Linked DNA regions of Mus musculus: all the other regions are linked to region 2. Evidence: chromatin contacts called from public promoter capture Hi-C data. All regions are on one chromosome and are shown on one strand. The core of a region is the stretch at or near the end of the contact, and the rest is flanking DNA. Distances in the headings are between cores, read along the strand shown.

The links. Promoter capture Hi-C pulls out the DNA fragments that hold promoters and counts their contacts.
Region 1: a contact with region 2 is called in a promoter capture Hi-C map of cranial neural crest. The contact joins the promoter of Shisa3 here to the promoter of Tmem33 in region 2. A contact is called at or near these places in 7 of 39 promoter capture datasets (cranial neural crest, embryonic stem cells, hippocampal neurons and 4 more), 1 of 115 datasets of contacts at active chromatin or transcription factors (bone marrow-derived macrophages) and 1 of 9 other capture datasets (pancreatic islet).
Region 3: a contact with region 2 is called in a promoter capture Hi-C map of pre-B cells, with 2.8 times the contacts expected there. The contact joins the enhancer-like site here to the promoter of Tmem33 in region 2. A contact is called at or near these places in 2 of 39 promoter capture datasets (the C10 cell line and pre-B cells) and 1 of 115 datasets of contacts at active chromatin or transcription factors (pro-B cells).

The regions. Positions count from the first base shown.
Region 1 is chr5:67,605,743-67,609,458 of GRCm38.p6, reverse strand. It overlaps Shisa3 (shisa family member 3), which reads right to left and starts at 1,576. Exons shown (of 2, transcript NM_001033415.3): 1 at 775-1,576. The coding sequence starts at 1,051.
Region 2 is chr5:67,259,135-67,262,461 of GRCm38.p6, reverse strand. Tmem33 (transmembrane protein 33) reads right to left here and starts at 1,897. Exons shown (of 8, transcript NM_028975.4): 1 at 1,656-1,897; 2 at 1,429-1,498. The coding sequence starts at 1,473.
Region 3 is chr5:67,731,366-67,735,044 of GRCm38.p6, reverse strand. Atp8a1 (ATPase, aminophospholipid transporter (APLT), class I, type 8A, member 1) reads left to right here. Exons shown (of 37, transcript NM_001038999.2): 21 at 2,792-2,876. Among named protein-coding and RNA genes, the nearest start is that of Gm46914, 30 kb to the right of the region's middle. Within about 2 kb of position 1,269, at least 8 of the 459 cell types and tissues checked have an H3K27ac peak or open chromatin away from gene starts, as enhancers often do. A contact at or near this core is called in pre-B cells, where this site is marked.

The DNA.
Region 1 (3,716 bases), core at 327-2,826, 350 kb before region 2:
TGCAGGCCCCACACTGCCACCTCCCAGTCCTGGGGAGACACAGGCTCTCAGCTCCACACACTTCTCGGGTTTCCTGGCAGTAAAACCTTCGCCTTGAGCCTTAAAAGGTTTCCCTGATGTTCCAACTCAAGTGGAAAACTTTTTTTTCAAGGTGTAAATTTCCTCAGCTGGGGTCCTGATTTATTCACCTCTTAAGTGAGCAAGTGGACAAGTGAGCGGAAATTTGACCCGTGTTTTCCGACGTGAGAATAGGGGGCCTGAGAAATCCCTGTGACCCGGAATTTTAAATCCTCACCTCCAAAGACTTGGGTGTTTCTGAAAAGCGTGACAATAGGGGGTGGACTAGAGAGGGTAATTGGATGCAGAGAATTGTAAGGAAGTTGGAAGAGTGACGAAATGCTACTACTCGACAAAAGAAAATAAGGGGGTGATCAGAGTCGAGTTCCCTGGCACCCGCACTTCCGGAGTTCCCCCACTTGACCAGAGCGCCCAGGAAACCCAACCTAGCTCCAGCTGTCTACCCTAGAAGCACCAGGTTCCCGCCAGACCAGCAGTTCCTGCGAACCCTTGCAAACTTTCCCTAGGGCCGAACCATGGGCATCACGTGCAGCCGGGACCCAAACTGCAAAGCGATAGGACCCCTGACCTGAAATACGATCACCCTCTTTTTCTTCAATCCCCAGACCCAGAGGTGGTCCACTTTGTGGCCCGAGCTAGTAAGGCGTGCCTGTGTCGGGTGGGCGAGCCATGTCCGCCCAGGGATGCCGCACTTACGCGCGGTGATGCCAGGATGCTCCAGCTCTCCGCGGTCGTTGGTGCAGCCCCCCTGCTCCAACCTGGCGTCGGCTGCCGCGCAGCAGTAGCGCAGCGCACACGAGCCGCAGCAGATGGTGGCGTCCTGCGTGTCGAAGTCCTCGGGGCACTGGAACCCCTCGTGATAGTTGCCCTGCGCGTCCACCCAGCCGTGGCAGTATTCCCCAGGCTGCTGCGCGCCCGCCGGGCCCCAACGTAGCAAGCCCACGAGCAGACAGAACGCCAGCAGCGCCCCCATCGCCGCCCCGCGCCCGGTGGCAGCTGGAGAATCCGAGGGCGGAGCCGGAGCTCCGGGGGACCAAGGTTCCGCCTCCCCGAGGCACCACGCGGCCGGTTGACCTCCCGGTCAAGAACGCGTTCTCGTGGGTTAGCAGCGGCTGGGCAGGAGGCGTGGGCTGCTCTGCGGGCTCCGCTGGCCGGAGGACAGCATGGTGCGCGAGGGTGAGGGGACCAGGGATCGCGGGAGGCCACCGCGTAGGCTGCGACTGAAGCAGCGGCCGCCTTTAGCCAGGCTCATCGCGCTAGGAGCACCCGGGGCCAGGCCGCTATTCTTGCGGGCCGTCGAGCCCTGAACGACCAACTCCAGGGCCGGGCAATGTCCCAATCGTGGGCTGTCGCCCGGTACCCGGCAGAGCCGGGAACTGAGCTTGGCTCTCCACGTGCAGGTCTCGGGGACCAACGGCTAATTCCGCTCCCGCCCCTGACTGTCACGCAGGCGGGAGACAGCCCAGTCGCGGCCAAGTGCAGAGGGCCTGGGGTGGCTGACAGCTCTGCCTGGAGGGCGTCCCTTAAAAAGGCAGAGGGAGGAGGAGACTCGAGGGTGAGGAAAGTCCGCCCTCCGGGGTCGCCGCGCGAGCTAATCACAGCGGGTGCACCGCGATGCGGTCCGCACGCCCGCAGGTTCACGCGCGTCTCCCCTCCGCCCCCACCCACGGCGCTACCCCGGGCCTTGGCGGTGACCCCGAGGGGACCAGGCCGAGCCTGCCACCTAGCTGTCACATAGCCAGGGGAAAACCTGCAGAAGGATGAGGAAGACTACGGTCCCGCTTCCGTCCACGCCTGCCAGCTCACGAGGGGACTTGCGCCGCGCTTGAGTTCCACGGGTTTCTTTTAAAAAACGAGCGTGGCGTCTGAAGTCCCCTAACTGTTCTGTCGGCTTGTGCACAGACTCAGTTTGTCCCTGGGCCGCCGATTCTGAGGATTCGTTCGATTCCGATAACCTGATTTTTAGGGTCACCAACATTTGCACCTCACTCCCACCCCTTCACCCCTCCTTTCCAGCTTCCACGAGTTCACGCTCAGGCGCCTCCTTCCCGCACCGCTGAGCCGGCGCCGGGGAGGACCCGGGTCAGCCCCGCCAGCCTCACTTCAAAGGCCAGGATTTCGGTGTTCCGCGCCCGCAAAGGAAATAAAAGAGCAGAATTAATGATAATCGAGCCTATCTGAACTTCTGTTCGGGCAAAGAAACACATTTATTTAAATGATGTGTCCCCTGTGGGCTGTTTGCAGGGCATGGCTCCTCTAGCCGAGGGAGAGCCTTGTGAAGCCAGAGTTACGTGAAACCGGTGCTAACCTCAAGACTTTATTTTTATTGCAACCTGTGTTTCCTCTCCGGGGTTTATTGGTTCGGTACGTGTGAGGACGTTCGTCTCAGCCACACGGTTTGTCAAACGCTTTGAACACCCTGTCACCGATTTAGATATTAGCAAGTCTCCTGAAACAAATGGAAGAACTTGTCAGAGCACCGCCAACACAAGTATACGCGGTCAGAAGTATTTATTACACCCGCAGCTTGCCCACGGTCCCAGAGGCTTCTAGAAAAACTTCGGTGCTGAATAAAACGGTTTATTTTTAAGTATCTAAATTAAATTCCATCCCGGGTAAAGAACCACTCCTAGCTTCAGGTCTTAAATATTGAGATTGTTATTTAAATATAAAAATAAATACCCAACACGCCACTACTGAGTAGGACTGTGTAAAATTATAACTGCATTGCTCCACAATAAATGTTTGGGGGGCAATAATAAGTTATCAAACTGTTAAGTAAAGCCAAATTACATTTAGGCAAACAAATTTCCTTAACTAAGAATTTAATTGAAGCATGTGGAGTAGAAATTTCGTGGTTAATGGATTTTTATTTATATAGGAAAAAAAATGCTGTCACCGGGCTTTCAGGCTGCTTAAAACAAACAAACAAACAAACAAAAAACAACAAAAAACCAAACCAGTTTTTTAGGGGCAGCAGGGAGGTTGGTTTTGTTTTCAGGAAAATAAAGAGAAAAAGATTTAAAACCACAGCAAATATGAGCTACAAGGATCATAATAAAATAATCAAACTCGAAGACACACTAACGCTTAATAACTTTTCCAGAGCCACACTACTTAATATCTTTTTTTTTTTAAGTTACGATTTGAGGAATTTCATTACATCACAACTGTGTGAAACTGTACAGCAGCCACGGCCCCTCCATCAGTCCCCCAAGGGTCAAGTTTCCTCCTTCTCCAGCTGTTCTTTGATAGCGTTAATATTTTAAGGAGTGATTTGTTGGCACTTCCCTCCCATTAATTACATTTCTCTGTGCCACAGAGGGGTTCTTTTCCCTGGGACACTGGCTATAATTAATTTCCTCATTTAGAGCCCTTGTCTATTTGACTTATTCAGAGGGTGCTCTGCTCAAATTTAGTTGGATGATATTTGCTAATGGAAAATAACCAAACTTCTAAATAAGTTGATACTCCATAAATCTGAGAAGTTGCAAACACTAAAACAACCGTGCATTGTGCTTTTCTCTCTTGCGTCCTGGATCCAGACTGATTTCAGGTTACAATAAGCAGCCCCTCAGGTTAGGAGAGGGACGGATAGGTGAGGGGTGCTTGTGCTGAAAGATTCCCTCAAACTTTAC
Region 2 (3,327 bases), core at 648-3,147:
TTGTGTAGGGTTTTCATTCTTTAGCAAGTCACTGAAGTGTCCATTTTAGACATCTATTCTAAAGATTTGATTTTATTATTTTTAACTGTGAGTATGTGTGGTGCATACAGTAACCAAGGAGTCCAGGGGATCCCACTGGAGCTGGAGTTACAGGTGATTGTAAGTCCTCCCCCACCCCCCGCTGTGGGTGCTAGGAACTGAACTAGGGTCTTCTGCAAAAGAAGCACTCACTTATAAACACGAGCCCATCTACCCAGCCCTTCCTCTGGGTCTTCTGCACGTACGTACACTCCATTACACAATCAAGGAGCTGAAGAGGCTGGTTTAAGTAGAGTGAACGGCCTGGTATATATAGTTCCACAACAAAATATTTTAATGGATCATGGGACTGAAGACTTGAGGACAAATTATTCACAGTTTCAAAGTATTAGGCCAGACAACTTCTTACTTACAAAGGGTGAAATCTATTTTTACAATGGCAAATCAGTTGATTCAGGATCATACCTAATTCCCCAAAGAATCAACATAAAATGGTTCTTGTGTCCTGAGAAGGGCATAATCAAAATGTAATTTCAGTTTCTAGAGCCTTCTGTAAAACAGGTCTAGACTTTTGAAACTAGGTGTGTCTTCAAAGCCCAGAGATAATAGAGGGATTTCCATGGACTGACTGGGAGTAAAGAGGCAGAACAAATAAACACAATGGCTGCTTCCCAAAGAGGGGAAGGGACAATGGACAGTTAAGGAAATCTGCACGTGAACTACAAAGTAGATTAAAATGCATCCATGTTCAATTCCCCAAATGTAATGAAGTGGAAAATAATACTTAAGTATTTTTGGGTTATCAAAAATCTCCAAATGGGTCAGCAAAGTTAAGTGCGTGTACACAGTACAGGGGTGTTGTAAAAAGCTTTTTAAAAAAAAAAAAATCAAAACTTCAATTTAAGGGCAAAAACACAAAAACTACCTCGAGTCGACCTGTAGATCAACATTTTTAATTATAAAGTTTACAAACGGGCAGTCCTCCTCTTTGTAAACGACTAATCAAAGAAACACACCACTCTCTCCCCTTTGCAAAATTTCTTAAAAGGCTTGAAGTAGGTACAAAGGGCAATACTACGACGCGCACCACGAGGCATGTGGGTTGAATAGATGGTATTTTCCACCTTGGGGGCCGAAGACGATCGGAGACCGCGGTGTGGGAAGGGGCAAGGAGGCCAACATCCCTAGCTGACAGGTGACAGCCGCCTGCTCCAGAACTGCCTGTTGTCGCCTTTGAAACAAACTTGGAGCTCCTCTGGCCGCCACTCGGCTCCTCCCTAACCCCAGTCCGGCAGGCAGCGGCTTCTAGAACCCTCTAGCCCTCTCAAACACTTCCTGCTCCTCGCCAACTCCGGCTGATGGAGCCGGGCGACCAGGCCGCTCACTTACCACAGCGCCCGCCCCTTGGGGGCCGTTCGGGGTCGTATCCGCCATGGGAGACACTCGGGAGCCCGGGACGCTGCAACAGCAAAGAAGAGCAAAACGTCAGTGCGGGGCGACGACCCTCCGACCTGCTTTCAGAGCCGGCAGGAACCCCAAACCCCCGGAGGAACGGGCCCTCCCGGACGCGTGCAGCACACAGCCGCAGAAGTCCCCCTATGGCGGCCCGGTAATACCTGCCCCGCTCGGTCCAGACCGAAGCTGCCTTTCTAGAAAGACCCAAGCGAAGGCGGAGCTTCGGAGAAAGGCCTTAAAGGGCCGATCGACGCCGCCGGTTCCCGGGGTTGCAAAACCGGAAGTGATCCTTTCGTTTCCACGTGAGTCAGGCGGGACGTTGAGAGTCACCGGGCGTGGTTTCCGGAGGCATGACGGGAAATGCAGTTTTTCTCCTTGTTTTGGTTCCACCTTCCCTACGAGCCAATTGGCACGGAAATGTTAAGTAAAACCACCGAGGCAACTTTCGTCTTAACCGGCACTCAGGCGATTTTCCTCGCTGGCTTCCGAACCTCAAAAATCTCTCTACTTCCATATACAGAAGCTTCAGAAATATCTATGATCTCTCCAGATAGCGATTCACCAAACCCTGTGATTTAGTTTTCTTATTTCAAGCACTAGTGAAACCGGCTATGTGACAGACGCTTGGAGGAAAAAAAAAAAAAAAGAACATAACACTGACCTTCTCAGAGACAATAGAGCAAAAACGACCACAAGCTGAGTTAATCAGGGGTTTCTGGAAAAGTAATTCTGGCCATAAATCTTGAAGGGAAAGGAAAAATTGTATATGAAAAGGGAAGGAGGTTCCAAATAAGAGAACAGAGCAGGTAAAGTAACAGAATGAATCAGGACAGTTCGGTGTGAACTGAATGAATGGGTCTGGGGGGGGGTGAAAGATTTGAACTGCTGAGAGGCAGGGTGTGTGGCAAGAAAAACATTACATGAGGGCACGGGAGGGGTTGGAAGGAAAGGGGAGAAATGATGAAGTTATATTTTAATTAAAAATATTTTTAAAGACTTATTATGTATACAGTGTTCTGCCTGCATGTATGCCAAAACTTCTGAACTTAACTCTGCAATCTAGGGAGCCAAGCTACAACTTTAAGCAGAAGTGTGACATCATCTATATTAGAAAGATCATAGGGAGGCCATTGCACACAACTAGGGAGAGCAATGAAATCCTGAATTGTGTGATGGTGTGGGAGAAAAGAACAGGAAAGAAGACTTGAATGTGGCTTCCATAATTTCATGTCTGGCTAGATAAAAGGTATGCAGGGGTGGGGGTGTCGTCTGCAGAGACCCGGAGAAGAGGCATAGAGAAAAATGAAAAAGAAGAACAGAAGAGAGAGGTGGAGGACAGGAAGCTGACTACAGATCTATACTCCAACTTAGGAACCGAGTATCTCTAAGCTCCTACTCTCTCAGAAGTACAATTGCCTTTATGATTCATGGCAGCCTAGGCGCCAGTCAGCTGCTGTCTAGGAGTCAAAGGATGCTCGGTAGAATGTTGTAAACTTTTCTTCTAAGGCCAATGTCCACATTCAGGTCCCCACAATCTCCAGTCTAGATTCCCTATCACCCAAGCTCAGCTAACACATTATCTTCTCTGCATTGCTGGAGTATAATTTGTCCCCTATTTTAGAATATTTATCATTGTCTAATATTTCTTTTTGATTATTTGTTTAATCTGGCTCTCCCACCATGTATGGGTAGTGTGTGTGTTTGTGTGTGTGTGTATGTGTGTGTGTGTGTACATGCACACATGTGTATCTTGGTTTACCTGGGGTGTCAAATACAACAGACTGAGTAGTTTAAACAACGCAACTTCTTTTTCCTCACAGTTCTAGATGCCTG
Region 3 (3,679 bases), core at 20-2,519, 470 kb before region 2:
CCTTAGGCAGAAAAAGAGAGCAAGCCTATTGTGGACTTTTGAAACCTCTATAAACTCATTCCCAGTGACACACTTTCAGCAAGGCCACACCCCCTAGCCCTTCTAATCCTTTCAAACAGTTCTACTCCCTGGTGACTAAGCATTCAAATATAGGAGCCTATGGGGTCCATTCTTATTCAAACCACTACAGAATGTTTTTAGGGGCCTTTTTGTGTGTTCTTCCCTGGGGAAGACTATTTCTTCCACCACCAGCATTCCTTAGGCCTCAACCCTACACAAAGAACTAAATGCAAATAGTCTTTTTAAAAATATATTTTAGGTGAGGCTGGGGCAATATCTCAATAGGTAAAAAGTTTGCCCTGTAAACATGAGGGCCTAAAGTTAATCCTCAGAGCCCATGTAAAAGGAACAACTAAATAGCATGAGCTTGTAATCATAGGAGAGGTGGAAACAAGAGGATCTTTGAGGCTTGCTAAATAGTTGGTATAGCCAACGGGCAAGCTCCACAACCTGGTGAGAGACTCTGTCTCACAAAAGTAAGATTGAATCTTCTAAAGGCACTGGAGATTGACCAGTAGCCTCCACATGCATATGTGTGCATACCTGTGCACATACACGTGTATAAAAGTACATTCTTAAATCTAGATCTGAATTTAAATTTTAGTCAAAAATACAGTAAGAGCCAGAGGTGCCTCATGCCTAGAGTCTCAGTGCTTGGGAGGTAGAAAGAGGAGAATCAGAGCTCAAGATTTTCCTCAGCTACATAAAACTAAAAAATGAAATAAAAATATAAAAAATAAAGTATCCAATAAAAAAAAAGGAAAGAAGAAAAAAAGAGGGGAAAATAAAAAGCAAGAGGAAAACAAAAAGGTTCACCAAAAAGAAATGATTAACCACGGGTTTCACTTTTCTCAAAGCCCTGGTCTCGTCCACAGTACCAGGCATCTGGCTTTACCATGCTATCCCCAAGAATATCCAGTCACTGTGGTGTTCCACCTTTCCTTCCTGAAGGCCACGATACAAGATAACCAGACTCTGTCCATAAATTCAGAGTCCGACCTGATGGCAGGTCCCTCTTCTAGTATCTACGAAGGAATTATTTTTCATTCCTGAAAATGTGGCAGACTCTTGATGTAGCCCTCTAAATAAAGGAGGGCTTTGTGTCCCCAAACGTATCTCTTAAGTATTTTTTTTTTCACAGACAAGCATGGCCAACCACTTGTGACTGTCACTTGAAAACACACGTTTTACTACAGAAGGCCACATTTCCTCCCTTCGCCTCCTCAATACCACAAAGAATGTAGACAATTAATTGACCCTCTTAAGCACCAGTATGTTTAGATTTACTGCAGAACCTAACCTCCCTCCTCCTTACCACCACTTCTGTTTTTCAAGGTTTGAAAGATTTTTCTTCCTCTGAAAATGGCCTCTGTTAACCTCGTGGAAATTTTCATGAACATGAAAAAAATAAAGAGAGAGAGAGAGACAGAGAACTCCAGGATACTCCTTTCCCTCCCAGGAAGGAGCCATGATTGCAAACTGTCATTCCCTTCTCTGTTTTCCTTCCTATCCCACCACTGAAAAATGAAAAGAAATTCATAATTGGGCCTTGGGATATTCCATCTGCTCTGAGGTCACTTGGTTGTGTTTCTCTCAAGGGCTCTAAATCATCCTCCACTAGTCAGCGTCCAAATCTCGGCCCCAAGACTAGAAACCCCACAGTGGGTACTACCACTGAGAGAGTAATTGCAGGTAAATGATTTATTTTTTCCTGGTCTCATAAAAAGTCATGAAGGCTGAATACTGAAGTTCTTTGAGACGTTAAACCAAAGCCAGCGAATAACGAAAAGGAACAATAGGCGATTTGTAAAGGAGGAAGGGGCAGAGAAAGAGAAACAGCCCATGAAACTAAAGCCAAAGGGACTTTAACATAGGTCGGGATGGGGGCGTGGGGGGATAGGATCAAAACACACTGTGTGGAAATATCAAAGAAGTAATATTGTTTTCAATCCAGGAATATTATTTTACAAATGGAGTCAACCAAGTCTTAAAGCTAGAGACAGTGTCAGAATCATTAGCGGTTTGAGGCAGCTCAGGGATTGATTGCCGGTCCTCGTTCCGTCCCCAGGGGGCATCTCAGGACACTTGGTGGTCCACGGATGTCTCATGTTCGTCCATCTGATAGCACAGACCTCCAAAGGTGCTCTTGTCCCTGGAAGGTTCTAAAGCTGGGTAAATTTTATGCACATCCTGCAGCCACTGAGACTCTAGCTCAAGGCAGATCTGCATAGGACAGACCCTGTCAGGTCAGCATTTCCCAACGTTCCCTGAGTTCTAGACCATTCTTCCCTAAGTGCTCTGTACATTACACAGACATCCTCCCACCTCCACTATAAATGTTGGCCACCAGGCCCAGTTCCTTCTCTGTTTTTTTCCAGCCAATTCTAGATGACTTGGAATTCTTACTGAAATATAAACATGTGAAAAGTACTCCCATACTGCTGGTGGAATTATCACAAGAAAAACTGTGATAGTCTCTGCAGACCCAACCGTCCAGGCCAAGCTGCATTTTCTGTCTGTGTTTGATTGATTCCATGGATGCAAAACCCACAGGGCCAGCCGTCTTCCTTCCTGTCTTTGGCGAGTCCTTGTTACTCATAGACAAAAATATTCAGTGCTTTAAAGGAAACACTGGGAGATGTTTGCACAGCAACCAGTAATGTGGCTGATCTCGATCTTATTAAATTCGGGATGCTTAATTAATCCACCAAACCTTCTGCTTACTTTCCAGGACACAGTAATTTATGAACGACTTGCAGAGACCTCAAAGTACAAAGAAATCACCCTAAAACACTTGGAACAGTTTGCTACAGAAGGTGAGCATGATATGGAAACAGAACAGGATTGACAGCTTCCAAATGCTGACACCATTGCATACACTAGCAAGATTTTGCTGAAAGGACCCAGATATAGCTCTCTCTTGTGAGACTAGGCCCGGGCCTAGCAAACACAGAAGTGGATGCTCACAGTCAGCTATTGGATGGGTCAAACGGCCCCCAATGGAGGAGCTAGAGAAATTACCCAAGGAGCTAAAGGGAACTGCAACCCTATAGGTGGAACAACAATATGAACTAACCAGTACTCACCCCCCACCCCCCGGAGCGCTTGACTCTAGCTGCATATGTATCAAAAGATGGCCTAGTCGGCCATCACTGGAAAGAGAGGCCCGTTGGACTTGCAAACTTTATATGCCCCAGTACAGGGGAATGCCAGGGCCAAAAAGGGGGAATAGGTAGGTAGGGGATTGGGGGGGGTGGGTATGGGGGACCTTTGGGATAGCATTGAAAATGTAAACGAGGAAAATACCTAAATAAATAAATAAATGAATAAATAAATAAATAAAAATAAAAAAAAAAGAACAGGATTGAAACACAAAGAAATCATAGGCCTTTGATATTTTGCAAGGCTATTGGCAGTTTTACTCCATTGGTTATTGGTGATAATTTAGATATTCCTATGCTTAGACATTCACACAGTTTTTCTTAAAACACAAAACAAAACAAACAAAAATTTAAAATGCTGAGAGACAAGAGACCTTGTCCCCATTTGAAGGAGTCAGGCCTTTAAATCTGTGCCACTTTTTAGAATGGATATCATCTAAATGCTTTACCTTGCATCT